Regions from separate parts of the Zea mays genome. Here region 2 is linked to region 1. A link is a contact called in public Hi-C data. All regions are on one chromosome and are shown on one strand. Each heading gives the region's core, a stretch centred on a gene start, on an enhancer-like site or on the middle of the called end of the contact. The rest is flanking DNA. Distances are from core to core; before and after follow the strand shown.

Evidence for each region. Hi-C and Micro-C count contacts between places; a contact is called where the count stands out from the background.
Region 2: a contact with region 1 is called in a Hi-C map of tassel, with 4 times the contacts expected there. The contact joins the promoter of LOC100191936 here to the promoter of LOC100383425 in region 1. A contact is called at or near these places in 2 of 25 Hi-C or Micro-C datasets (ear and tassel).

The regions. Positions count from the first base shown.
Region 1 is chr8:132,727,114-132,733,878 of Zm-B73-REFERENCE-NAM-5.0, reverse strand. It overlaps LOC100383425 (Peroxisomal nicotinamide adenine dinucleotide carrier), which reads left to right and starts at 2,419. Exons shown (of 12, transcript NM_001361636.1): 1 at 2,419-2,564; 2 at 2,716-2,814; 3 at 2,923-3,021; 4 at 3,099-3,173; 5 at 3,304-3,434; 6 at 3,670-3,724; 7 at 4,637-4,792; 8 at 5,165-5,233; 9 at 5,319-5,426. The coding sequence starts at 2,734.
Region 2 is chr8:132,881,339-132,888,103 of Zm-B73-REFERENCE-NAM-5.0, reverse strand. It overlaps LOC100191936 (SWI/SNF, matrix-associated, actin-dependent regulator of chromatin subfamily B member 1), which reads right to left and starts at 3,832. Exons shown (of 11, transcript NM_001137360.1): 1 at 3,713-3,832; 2 at 3,501-3,589; 3 at 3,306-3,400; 4 at 3,137-3,208; 5 at 2,967-3,014; 6 at 2,784-2,867; 7 at 2,334-2,372; 8 at 2,088-2,170; 9 at 1,873-1,935; 10 at 1,586-1,675; 11 at 970-1,392. The coding sequence starts at 3,765. The coding sequence ends at 1,341.

The DNA.
Region 1 (6,765 bases), core at 1,170-3,669:
GGGCTGCAGCCAGGCCGCATGAGGGAACAACAAGGCTGACCGAGGCATCACAAAAAGGATTAAGACCTTAGAGGAGTCAAACCACTCCTCCGAGGCCTCGGGGGCTACACCCGGCGGGTGCGCTCACGCGTACCCACCGGAACAAAGCACAACCAAGAAGGGCTGGTCCCCTTGCAAAAAATCCGGCAGAACCTCCAAGCGAGTACCTACACTCCCTTCGAGGCTCGGGGGATACTGTCGAGGATCGTAATTAGGGGTACCCCCGATGCTCCTTAATTCGGCTGGAAAACATCTTCAGAACAAAACCATACACGACTGATAAGGCACGATTCAAGTCAAGGCCACGTCTACCGAGGGACGTGACCTCATCCGAGCCCATCCTCGGGCGGGAACAGTAGTCCTGGACGAATTCACGCCTCGCCCGAGGGCCTCCTTAGGCAGTGGGCGCACCCTTGGCTCGCCCGAAGCCCAGCTCGGGCGGACTTTGTCGTGCAGCAACCTCGACCAAATCGCCTTACCAACCGAACGTATCGCATGCGCATTTAATGTGGGGATCGCTTGACACCTTATCCTGACACGCGTGCCTCAGTCGGCAAGGTCGAAGTGACCGCAGTCACTTCGCCCCTTTACTGACCGTTCTGACAGGAAAACGGCGCTATTCACCCCGCTCCGGCTACTGTGCCAACCACCAGGGCAAGACTGACAACAGCAAGCTGTGACCTCTCCCGAGTTCAGCCTCGGGCACGACAGGGAGCTCCGCCTCGCCCGACCCCAGGCCTTGGCCTCGGGGGAAGGTCCCTGTCTCGTCCATCCTCGGGCCTCGGCCACAGCCTCAGCCTCGGGAGGAGTCACATCCTCGCCCGACCTCAACCTCGGCCTCAGGAGAAGTCTCCGCCTCGCCCGACCTCGACCTCGGGCCGACTACGCAACAGGGGATACATCATTACCCTACCCATAGCTAGCCGCTTCAGGCTACGAAGGAATAAGACCGGTGTCCCATCTAAGTTACTCCGGTAACAAGTAATGATGGTTCCCCGCGTGCGCCCATGACATTGGTTGCTCTTGCTCTCAACCCCCTACGGAAGCAAGGAAACGTCAGCAGGATCCATGCCGCACCACCAGCTATGCTTCTACAGGACTCAAGGCACCACTCCAACGGCCACGTTAGAACATGTACATGGCTCAAGACACCTCCCCGCCAGCCACGATAGCTCATAGCTACACCCCCATTGTACAGCTGGGCGTCTCCTTGCGTCTATAAAAGGGGATGTCCATGGCCTTCCTAAGGGAGAAAGAAGAGGAGGAGGGGAGACGTGAGGGGGAGAGGACAGAAAAAACACCCGGACGCATGACGCAGACGAGCAGAGGCAGACTCAGACGGCTCGCCTCAAGGCCGAACCCTCTCTTTCTCGCTCTCTCTCGCTCTCGCTCTCCCGCAACGCTTGTAACCCTACTACGAGCATCCCGGTGCAAGATAACATAAGCCTCATTTCCCTCTTGTGTTCTATCTTGCATCAACCCATCTGGGCAGGGACACGCAGCGACAAATTTACTGGTCGGTTGACGGTCCTCGCGGGTCCGAAACGCCGACAGAAAACCCCCGAGAAAGGATAGGCACACATAGGTGTACATTCGGGTCGTCTGGCCCGGCCCGGCCCAAGCTCGAAAAAGCCCGTATTGTTTAAATTTCGGTCCGGCCGACCCGTTTGAATTTCGGGCCGTGCCAGGCCAGCCCACGGGCCTAGCCCTCGGTCGACGGCCCGACACGTAATTGCTTAAACGTGCCGGGCTTATTTCGGGCGGCTCGAAATTATTAAAGCCCGAAATTCACATCAGAGCCCTAAATCCCAAACAAATTTAATAAAACAAATAAAAGATAAGACAGATAAATTTGACCAAAAGCAAACTTAATATTTGTATTAAGTTACCAGAGCTATGCAATAACTAACTCGTTTACAAATCATTTTGTTAGAAGGAAAAAGAGTATAATCAGCTCTATACAAAGTTCGTAAGTTCAGTTCATTATCTAATGTTCATAACAAAAGTAAAATTACATCACATACTCTAATTCAAAGCTAAAAAAACATCTAACTAGCATTATCACTAGCTTTATGTTTTTTATCAAGTATATTAAAGTGTGGAATAAAGTGTGGTTTTAATAAATATATGACCTTTTCGTGCCTCTATATGAGCCATTTCGTGCCTACCTTAAACGGACTATGCTTGTGCCCGCCCATGGCCGCGACCTCGGCCCAAACCTAGCCCGGCACTAAATTATTTCAGATCGTGCCGTGTCTAGACCGTGTTTTTTTTTGTGCTTCGGATCGGCCGGTCATGCCAGGACCAAATGTATAGGCACACATCATCCGGTGGCGTACTGACGTCGTCTTATTCGCATGCTATCTCATTCAGTCCTGAGTTCTGATCCTCTCCGTCTCTCCCTCCTCCCTCTCCATCCAAAGTGTAGTGTAGACAGTAACCCACATCTCGTTTCCTCGCCGCGGCCACGGCGCCGACTGAGCGAGGTCTTCATCTGCGCTTCACCAGCGACGATTATCCACTAGGTACGCCGTCCATTCCCTTCACTTCCTGCTTTTGTGCGGCATCGAACCGAGCACCCCAAGCTATATATATGCATTCGGAATCTAACCTAGCTATATATCAGACAGCCCACTGACTCCTGCTGATTTTGGGATGGCTCCTGCTGATTGCTAGGTAGGGGATCATCCGATCATGTCGAGCGCGGCGGTGAACGGGCTGTCCGGCGCCGGCGGCGGCATCATCGCGCAGATCATCACCTACCCTCTCCAAACCGTACCACACTGTTCTTTTCTCTTGTTGCTTCTAGCCCTCTACAAACCTTACCGTTATATCCTCTTCTAATTTGGGAAACAATCCCCCCCCCCCCTCTCTCTCTCCCAGGTGAACACCCGGCAGCAGACGGAGAGGTCAACGAAGAAGAGGAAGGCCAGGAGCGGCGCCAGCGCCACCCCAGCCTCCACCATGTACCAGATGCTCCAGGTGATTCATCGCGGGCTTCAGGTACCGTGGTGCGCCAGATGTCCTCCCTAATCAAGTTTGTAATCTAGTGACTGCAGCTGATTCAAACCGAAGGATGGAGTGGGTTGTACAGCGGCCTCAAGCCCTCTCTCATCGGCACTGCCGCGTCGCAGGTTAAATTCTACTTCTACTTTAACTGGTTTTTGATAACAAAGGAGCTGCAATATGTATGGATGGCAGAATGTGGATACCCAGTAAATGGTACTTGTGAACTTTGAGTTACATTCCATTTCGTGGTTCCAGGGAATCTATTACTACTTCTACCAGATCCTCAAGAACAAGGTGGAAGATATAGCGGTTGCTCGTAGCAAGAAGGGCCTTGGGGATGGTACTGTCGGGATGCTTTCTTGGCTTGGTATTGCAGCTGTTGCTGGGTAACCTACCTACCTACTACTACTACTCATGCACTTTTTTTATTTAATTGTTGGAACAAATTAAAGCGGACGGGTGGATTTAGTGTACTTTTATGGTAGCTGTGCTGAATTTATATGATTTTCTAAGTTGGACACCAGAAAAGCATAGTTTTCAATATTGTGTACCACATGGTTTTAGTTTGAGTTAATAATCTTGATGGTTCGGCATGTTCATGGTCATTTTCTTTTGTTGTAGGTCAATCAATGTTCTTCTAACCAATCCAATATGGGTTCTTGTGACACGTATGCAGGTAAATTAAACTAGGTTATTTTTTCTTCAAGAAGATAACCAGTAGAGTTCATTAAAGAAGAGAATCTACATACAAGGTGTTGAGTTCTTCTGTCTGAAAAATTGCTGCCACTGACCCAGTCAGGGAAAGCCTATATTAGTGATACTGTTGTATCCCACTCCATTGTACTCATACAATGTTGTGATTTTGTTGCTTCTGATATCCCTTGTGATGAGCCTATCTATTGTTTAGATATGAAATTGTATGAGCGTCCAGGCAAAAGATCTTACATTCCATTGTCTTAAAATCTTCGTATATTGGAAACTTGTATGGGTGAGGAAAAATCAGGGAACTGAAATGGTCTTCTCTATTAGGCAGCCATAGGAATATTAGTAAAGCTTTTTATGCTGTACATTTATTACTGAGCCTTGATAAGGTGACCTTACAATATTGTTAACATGTTAATATACTTTAGTTCATTTTTCTATGAGGCTCCAATCCTTAAACTGCAGTGCTTATGTGTTATGACTAAATGGTTATTTGTTTTGTTCTTCCCAAAGCATTTTCACACCTCCTAGTTCCTATGTTTTTTAAAGTTTATTATTGACTTGAGTACTTGACTATGAAATAGTCTAGCCTACCCCAACTTGCTTGGGACTAAAAGGCTTTGTTGTTGTTGTTGTTGATTGACTTGACTATGAACTATAACTAATACATTCGCTATGACTTGGGTCCAATTTTCCTGCAGCCACAATATGCAAATGTTGATTTAAAGTCATTTTGTTTGTATATTAGCTGAACTCCAAGTGGCCTGCTTTTACCCATCCTACTGACTATAGAGTGGCTAAATTTGACTGCAATAATGCAATATGCTTCAATACTACTCATAATAAAAGTGCAGCAAATTAGTAATTATCAATGACCATCTTTCAGACACATACTCAAGCGAAAAGAAAAATATTGGAGTCTAAGAGGGAGCTTTTACTGAAAGAAATGTCTAGGGCGAATTCGTTGGAGGTTGCAGTTCTGAAGGATAGGCTGGTTAAATTGGAGTCAGAAAAAGCTCGTCCATATGGTACTCTTCAAGCGGTTAGCTCTCTTTTCTCAACTAGGCAATCCGTCATTCTAAACTTTTACTTTTTTTATTTCGAAAATTAGCCAGTAAAGAAATGAAATGCTTAGTGGTACAGATCTTCTAAAAGAAAGAATTATGAAAATGCTAGATGCCACTGTGTTATTTGTTTTCCTTAAACTTCATAGTTCGGAAATAGTAAATAAACACATTTTAGTAATTAGGCTATAAAAATACAAAAAAAAATTCTGAAACAGGTAATATTTCAATTCACTTTCTTATTGGTTTATAGCTAGTATCTGAAGTTGCGAGTTCTTCAAATTTGCTTTTACTTCACAATTTAAAGTAACCAGACATTTATTTTATTAATGTGTATTGGTCTTAGACAGATCCAGGAGGTTTACCATGAGTCTGGTGTAAGAGGATTTTGGAAAGGGCTTATTCCAACATTAATCATGGTTAGTTATTTGCTTCTGAAATATATAACCAACGTTATGGGTTAGGTATGTAAGTCCAAACCTATTGAAATATTTAAAATGGCAGGTATGTAATCCATCGATTCAGTTCATGATCTATGAAACATTGGCAAAGCGTCTGCAGTCAAAGCGTTCTGGAAAGCAGCTACCAAAAAGGCACCTCACAGCTATGGAGGTACATAGTTTTCAGATTTAGGCCCTGCAATATTCTTGTCTTTATGAAATAATGCACACACCTGACCTTATGAAAGTTTGATTGTTTCGGTTCGTTGATCACCTTAGCTATTTATTGTGCTTGTGCACCTAGAGATTTCATTTTTTATGGTGTTCGCAAACCTCTAATCTCTTGGGATAAGATCATTGCCCCCAACGACAAGGGTGGCCTTGGGGTTATTAATCTCAAAATGCAAAATCAAGTGCTGCTCACGAAGCATCTGCACAAGTTCTATGGCCGAGCTGATATCCCTTGGGTAGACTTAATCTGGAAAACCCACTACAGCTCGGGAAGAGTTCCCCACTTTCATCCGAATAAGGGGTCCTTTTGGTGGAAGGATATTGCTAGGCTTTCTATTCATTTCAGGGGTATTGTTAGAATACCCGTTTAGGGTTTGGGGTCTTCCTCGTGTAATGACCATCTCACCCCTCTGTATTGGGCCTGGCCCAGTCTACTCAGCCTATTAATATATCACCCAACCCCTGTTAGGGTTGTGGGTTCACATTCCAACATGGTATCAGAGGTTTAGAGTTTTTTTTCCTCTCCTTCCCTGCACAGCCGCCGCCGCCCCCTGGTTCCTTCTCCCTCCCCCTTCTCTCCCTGGCCGCCGCCACCTGCCAGCAGCGCCCTGCGCCCCGAGCCCCACGCCAGCAGCAGCGCCTGGGGCCGCGTGCCCGCACCGCGAGGCCGCGCACGCCTGCTGGCGGCTCGCTGCGGCTGGCTGGGCTGCGCCTGCGTGACCGCGCACCGGGACTGGGCCGCGCGCCCAAGGCCACGTCTGGCCGCGTCGCTGCAGGGACGCTGCTCGCGCGCCAGTGCAGCCTGCACTGCCATCGGGGGGGACGCGCGCCCACGCCGGGCGGCCTCGCTCGCGCCGAGTCGCTGGGGCCGCGCCCTGCGCTGCTGTGGTCGGGCTACCGCGGCTGCGCCCGCACCGACGCCGCGCGATGCGCGCGAGCTCCAGGAGCCGCACCCAGCGCCCTGCACCGGCGCCCCGCGCCCGTCCTGCTCGCGCCCGTCGACCCCGCGCCGTCCAGGAGCACCAGCCCGGAAGACCCGCGCCCCTGCTGTTCCGCGCCAAGCAGTGCCCCTGCTGTCCCGTGCCGAGGACGCCCGACACCGAGCACTCAGCCGCCCCTGCTGTTCCGCGCCCGGCTGTCCAGTCCGCGCCTCCCTGCACCGGTCGCCATGAACTTTACCTCGCCCGCTGCTCTCGTGACTGTGCGTGTCCTCCTCCACGACGGCCAGCTCATCCGGGGCATGTTCGTGTCCTTCGATCCAGTCTGGAACCCTATTCTTC
Region 2 (6,765 bases), core at 2,583-5,082, 150 kb before region 1:
CCAACCCCCACCGTCTTAGGACCCGGTACCATCCCCGAGAGGTACTTTTTGGGACCCGGTACCCCCATTTTTTGCAATGAGTATGGGGTTAATGGAGCGCATTAGGAAGAGGAGACAAGAGGAGGAGGATGATATGATAATGTTATTCCTTCTTGCATTACATTTGTTGCGTTCTAGTTCTCTTAAAGGGAGGAGAGTTAAGAAACGACGACACACATCCAAGCTAAGTGGCGAGGAGCATATTTTAGAGTTGCTTGAAGGGCATGTCAAGAACTGCTGAGTAGCATTCAGAATGGAACCTGGAATTTTTAGAGCCCTAGCCAGGTATCTTAAGAAGGAAAGGTTGGTACGTGGCACAAGGATAAAAGTTGAGGAGAAGCTTGGCTTCTTTCTATACATGATAAGTCATAACGCTTCATTTGAGGATCTGCAAGAAGAGTTCGGGCATAGTAGTGACACATTTCACCATCATATAAAACATTTTTATGACATAGTTGTCCCTTCCCTTGCCAAACGATTTTTGAAGCCTCCTTCTCCAATTCAAGTACATCCAAAAATTGAAAGGAATCCTTGGTTCTATCCTTACTTCAAGGTGATGGCATTTCTATCCTTGTTCAATATCTTTTCATTTTCTTCCAAATTTTAAAAATTCACATATAGTTTTCTTGTGCAGATTGCATCGGTGCAATTGATGGCACTCATGTGTCCATTACAATTTCACCTGACAAAGCTGCTCCTTTTAAAAACAGGAAAGGAACTCATGTTGCTCTGTTTGCTACATTTTATTTACTGTCACATTGTTACCTCTCTTAGCTCTCATTAATATCATCTAACTGTTTTCAGAATAAAAAATTTCTTTGTTCCTTTAGTTCCAATTTCAGAATAGAAATTTCAACTAACTGTTTTCAGCATAGAAATTTGGTTTAATATTGTGTTATATAATATCAGTTAACATGTTTGGAAGGGGTTCTCCAAGAATCAACATGCTCTTATCAAAAAGTGCAACAAAGAAGCCTTCTCCTAAAGCTGGTGATCCAAGAAAACATAGAGGTTCTCCAAAAGGTATGCAAGTAGACAAATTAAGAGAAATTAAGAGCCTTTTGGAATTCTACAGCTAGTGTTTCTTCCTTGTCTTGTGTAGAGAAATTAAGAGCCGCTTGTAACTCAACTCTAGAGAAGACTCTTGTGGAACTCAACTCTAGAGAATAACACGCTCTCACACCGCTTACATACAAATATGTAGCTATGATGAAGCCATCCTACGACGAATGTCAAAGGCAGGCATCTGCTGGGATTGGCAAGAGAAACCCTCCTTGGTTAGAACTATCAGCAGCTTGTGTTCAAAGGGACTGAAGGCTTGCAGCTTTCTCTTCGTCGGCTCTTTTCTTCGGCCTGTGAAAACAAAAAAAAAAACGTTCGTGAATTGAATCACACAGCCTAGGCATCGTTTGTTTCTCTCTTCCTATCGTGAAAAGCATGGCACTAAACAGGGCGCACGGCTCCGATACTGAAGTTATTTCTTACAGTTCACTATACCAAACCGACTTCTCTGACAATGGATGTTCAAAATCAGCGCCATCCTCACCTGCTAGAATTATTAGCCTCCTCTTTCCCGTCTTCGTCATTAGCTACCACATCAACAACAGGCTCATACAGGTACCATTCCTTCCTTTTCCTGGTATACACCAAAAAGGGAAAAAAACAGAATCAAGGTGGTTTCGACACCAGAGAACAGTAAGCTAGCAACGTGTTAGTCCAAACACAGAGTGAACATTGTTCGTCGGTACTTCCCTACCAGTACCATCATAACCGAAGTACCAAACTACAGTAATCATTAACGCATCAAGGTTTTTAGAAGAAATGATCATATACCGGATGACGCTCCCTTTGCTGCCAAAATACTTGAACAAATCCACTGCATTGTTCACGGCTTTACTGCAAAACATAGCCAGGTGAATTTCATATAGAACAACAAACAGGAAGGATGACATTTAGCTAGAATAATATGCTAATTAGCATCTGTGTGCATCCAGTTCCCCTACATTTTTAATTTTTTTTTAACAAAAAGAGTAAACTCCTCCACAAACCTATTTGAAGAAAATTCTGGTGCTCGCCTTCCCTTCTTTGACATTTGCTTCTCTCTCATAACAGAGACGCTCTGACTAGCAATCTACAAAGTCAAGATTTTATATTTTTTTTTTCAAAATAAAGCCTTATAGAAAAAAAAAATCTGAAGGAACCATATACAAACTTCATAAGTTCTGCCTCTAAAGAACATCAAATTGATTTATTGATATTGTGAACTAGAATCAGGAAAGAAAAGTATATCTAACCTCATAAAGCTGCTCACGGATGGAAACAGCTATTGCAGGCTGCACATCAAACAAAAAGACTTTGTCAGCATAGAACAACTTTGTATAATTAATCTGTACGTTTTTCCAAAAAAAGAACTGCAGTGCAGGAAATATTCATATAACAGCAAATTCATGACTAAACCCATCAAATTCTGCAGCCACAGAAAATCATAAAGATTATAAAGGACAATAACAATAGTAGCATTTTACAAGACTTGCAAGTACATAAAGTTAAATGCAAGTTCAGAGAAAATATGGAAAAACTTTCATCTGGTAATCCATCATGTTCCTGTATAGCAACTTGGGAGAATTGCAAAGTGTAAATAGAGGCTAGCTGACATGGAAAACCATCAACATAAAAGCTGCTGCTTTAGTTGAATTAACAGTTCATTGCACTGATCACTCAGAGCTTTATTATTTAGGACATACCCCAACTTCAGGGTCTGTAATATTCAAATCATCACACAGTGTCCTCGCAAATTCTTCAGGGTCACTATCAAGGTTGCCGATATCCTGACCACCAAGAGGCAAGAGTAGAGTAGAGTAGATGGGAGTTAAAGCAATTATCAGGACATGAGGACTCCCAAAAATCACAACGATACATGTACATACCCATAAGAATTGGTCCCTAATTACAGTGTTGTTCACTCGGAGGTCAATCTGCAGATTCACCATATATATAAGCTGTCACTTGACAGTGTATGCTCCACATTCATATGAGGATAAAAATACAACAGGCGCAGAAACTGTCTGCAGATGAGCAACAGAACAGTACAACAAACCTTCAGAGGCACAATCTTCTCTTTGATTTGCATCTCCTGCCCCTCGTAGGAACGGAACTCCGCAAGTTGCCCCTACGCGAAAAAACAATAGTCGATTGACCATTAGCAGTATAGAACACATGGCGAGATGGGACAGGAGGGGCAGGTAAGCAAGAGAAAAGAGAGGCACCTGGATGGACTGGAGCATCTGGGGGACGAAATTGGCCGGCAGCTTGAGGTCCTTGGCCGTCCGCTTAGCGAAGCTGATTATCTCCGAGTCGGGATCTGCCGGCCAGGTGCAGGGGACAAGCGAGTCAATCCAACCAGCGAGCGACAGCACGACGCTAAGAGGAGATGAATGAAGCGAGAAGCGGAAGAGGGATACCTCGCGGGTTCCAGGTGAAGGCGTCCCTGTAGCGCTGGCCGTCCACCTCGACGTCGACGCGTATAGGCACGAGGTTGTCCCTCGTCGGCCTGCAGCACGGAGGAGGCAGAAGGGAACGAATCAGCCACCCGCGCCCTCTTTCTCCCAAGCAATCGATCCAAGGCGTCTCTCTAATGGAAGAGGACTAGGAGGGAGGGAGGAAGAGGGCGTACATGCGGAAGTTGACAGTGGAAGGCCTAGAGGCGCCGAGGCTAACCGTCTTCATCTCTGTACCCTTCGCCGGCGGTCGGTGCGCCGCCGATGGCTCTCTGTCCGCGCCGCCGTGAAACGCGAAAAAGAACGGGCACGCTTATGGGCCTAACTAATTAAGTCGGGCCGAACAACAAGTCGTCTTTGTATGGGCTCTCCTTTCAAACCTAAGTTTCGACTTGTTACGTGTCGTCCTACGTCACGCGCGAAATACATATAGTTATTGCTTTTCCTCTGAGGGCTAGTTTGGAAACTTCATTTTCCCAAGGGATTTCTATTTTACCAAGGGAAAATGAACTAATTTTCCTTGGAAAAATGGAAAACCCTTGGAAAGATGGGGTTCCCAAACTAGTCCTGAATAAAATTTATATCCCCTGGGACAAAATTAATCTTGTTATAAATCACCCGCGTTCCTATCATTTCTCTCTCCTCGCACGTATGGTTTCTATTGACTAGTTTATATCACCATTCGTTTGTCTTCTCTGAGGTAGTCATCGCCGCTAAAGTTATAGTTAGGATCGGTGTCTCGATATTGTCTGTGTTACGCCAACGCTTTTTAAAAGTCTTCGTAAGGCCAACGTCGACATCAAACATAGTAAGCATCTAGCACGGACGACATCTATGAAACCATTACATGCACACATAAGCTTAGATATCGTATCAATCACAACACTAAACAAAAATGAATCTATACCACTATATAATTCACTAGTTTAAACTTTGCAAAATTGATAGCACCCAGAGAGCGTGAATAGGTGATCCTATAAAACTTAACTCAAACCACACAAACTTGGTCTAAAATGTGAGTTAGAGAGAATTAAAACCAAGTTTGGGAGTAGAAAGAAGAGAGAAGTTTCTTTCACTTTATTGCTCTTTTAAGATATAATTTAGACTTAGAGCAATATCACAAGTGAAGAATTGGAACGAGAAAGAGATAAAAATTGCAATGAAGTAAATGGCACAAGAGACACGAAACAGCACAACGGAGTTACAGCTCAAAGAAGTGCCCGAATCTCTATCAGAATGAACCAAATGCGTGTTTGCGAAGTCTTGGCGTTGTAGAATGTTCAATGACATCTTGATTTTTTGCTTCATGCGCCTAGGGTCCCTTTTATAGCCCCAAGGAAGCTAGGAGCCGTTGGAGCTCCATTTGGAAGGCCCTGATTGCCTTCTGTCCGCGGGTGCACCGGACTGTCCGGTACACACCGGACAGTGAACAGTATGCGGTCTAGGCACGGGAAGAGAATCCCCTGATTGACTGCTTTCTTGTTCTGGGGGCATCGGGCCGTCTGGTGTGGGGCACCAGACAGTCCGGTGCGCCACTTGACAGTTGGCCCGGGGCCGACGTGGCCACTAGCCGTTGGCTGCTAGATCACCAGACTGCCTGACGCCTCGCACGGACCGTCCGGTGAATTATAGCCGACGCAGCCAGAAAAACCCGAGAGCAGGCCGTTGGCTGGGCCGTGCACCAGACTGTCCGGTGGGTGGCACCGGACCGTCCAGAGCTCTGCAGTCCCGTACGCTTTCTCTTAATCTTCCTTTGCTTTCTTTTGCTCCTTTGGAATTGACTTTACTAATTCTCTATCACTTAGACAAACATGATTAGCACACAAATCAATTGACTAAGTGTTCAGAGCATACCTTTTTGCTTGATCCATATAGATTTGCACTAAGTCCTCTTGCGAGCTCAATTGCTTCATATACCTTTGCTCAACGTCATGTTAGTTCAAACATAATGTGTTGTACATCTAATCACCAAAACAATATAGAAATGGCCCAAGGGCACATTTCCCTTTCAATCTCCCCCTTTTGTGATTTATGCCAACACATCAAAAAGCAACTCAAATTGAACTAACATATCCAAAAGAGCTAAGAAGAGCAAATTGATGTCAAATTGAAGACCAATCTAGTTATCACATGATTTGGTATATTTGGATCATTTTTGCCACCACTTGGTTTGTTTTTGCAAAACAAATTCATTTTTCTATCACTGCGTAAAAAACACTTGTTTTGGCAAATCAAAATCTCTTTAAAGACTAGTTTTGATCAAACACCAAAAACTCCCCCCTTTTCCCATAATCAAATTTCTCTCCTATAATAGAGCAATTTTTTGCAATAAAGTATTCTTACACTAAAACTTTTGAAAAAATCACAAGTGATAGCTGATTCATTTGCTTCGGCCTTAATTTCTCCCCCTTTGGCATTAAGCACCAAAATAGAAGAACTATTTGGCATGTTTAACCCCATTGCCTCACAAAAATTTCAATTAAAATCAATGTCAATGAGAAAAACACGGATAGTGTCTTGGACGAAGATACATTAATACCAGAATGCAGTGGAAGCCTCTTCTTTGTCCAAGTCCACTTTTCCCTTTCAATCCATCTTTGAGACTATATCAAAATCACTCAAGAAAGCATATTAGTCTCAAAGGGGCAAGTTGTAGTACATCCTCACCCTAAACATGTGCATCATTTGTATAAGGACTTGTGAGGTCCAAGGATGACATGTACAACTTGAGCACCAAAATAAGTAAAGACAGAAATGTTTAAAAGAACATGATCAAAGGCATAAAACACATGTATGCTATAGATCAATCTAAGTTCCACGAATCTAAGACATTTAGCTCACTACGCAACCTGCAAAACCTTTTTCTCATCTAAAGGCTTGGTGAAGATATCGGCTAGCTGGTTCTCGGTGCTAATGTGGCAAACATCGATATCTCCCCTTTGCTGGTGGCCTCTTAGAAAGTGATGCCGGATGTCTATGTGCTTAGTGCGGCTATGTTCAATAGGATTATCCGCCAAACGGATTGCACTCTCATTATTACATAGGAGTGGGATTTTGCTCAGATTGTAGCCAAAGTCCCGGAGGGTTTGCCTCATCCAAAGTAGTTGCGCGCAACACTGTCCTACGGCAACATACTCGGCTTGAGCGGTGGATAGGGAAACATATGTTTATTTCTTAGAGCTCCAGGACACCAGGGACCTCCCCAAAAACTGACAAGTCCCTGATGTGC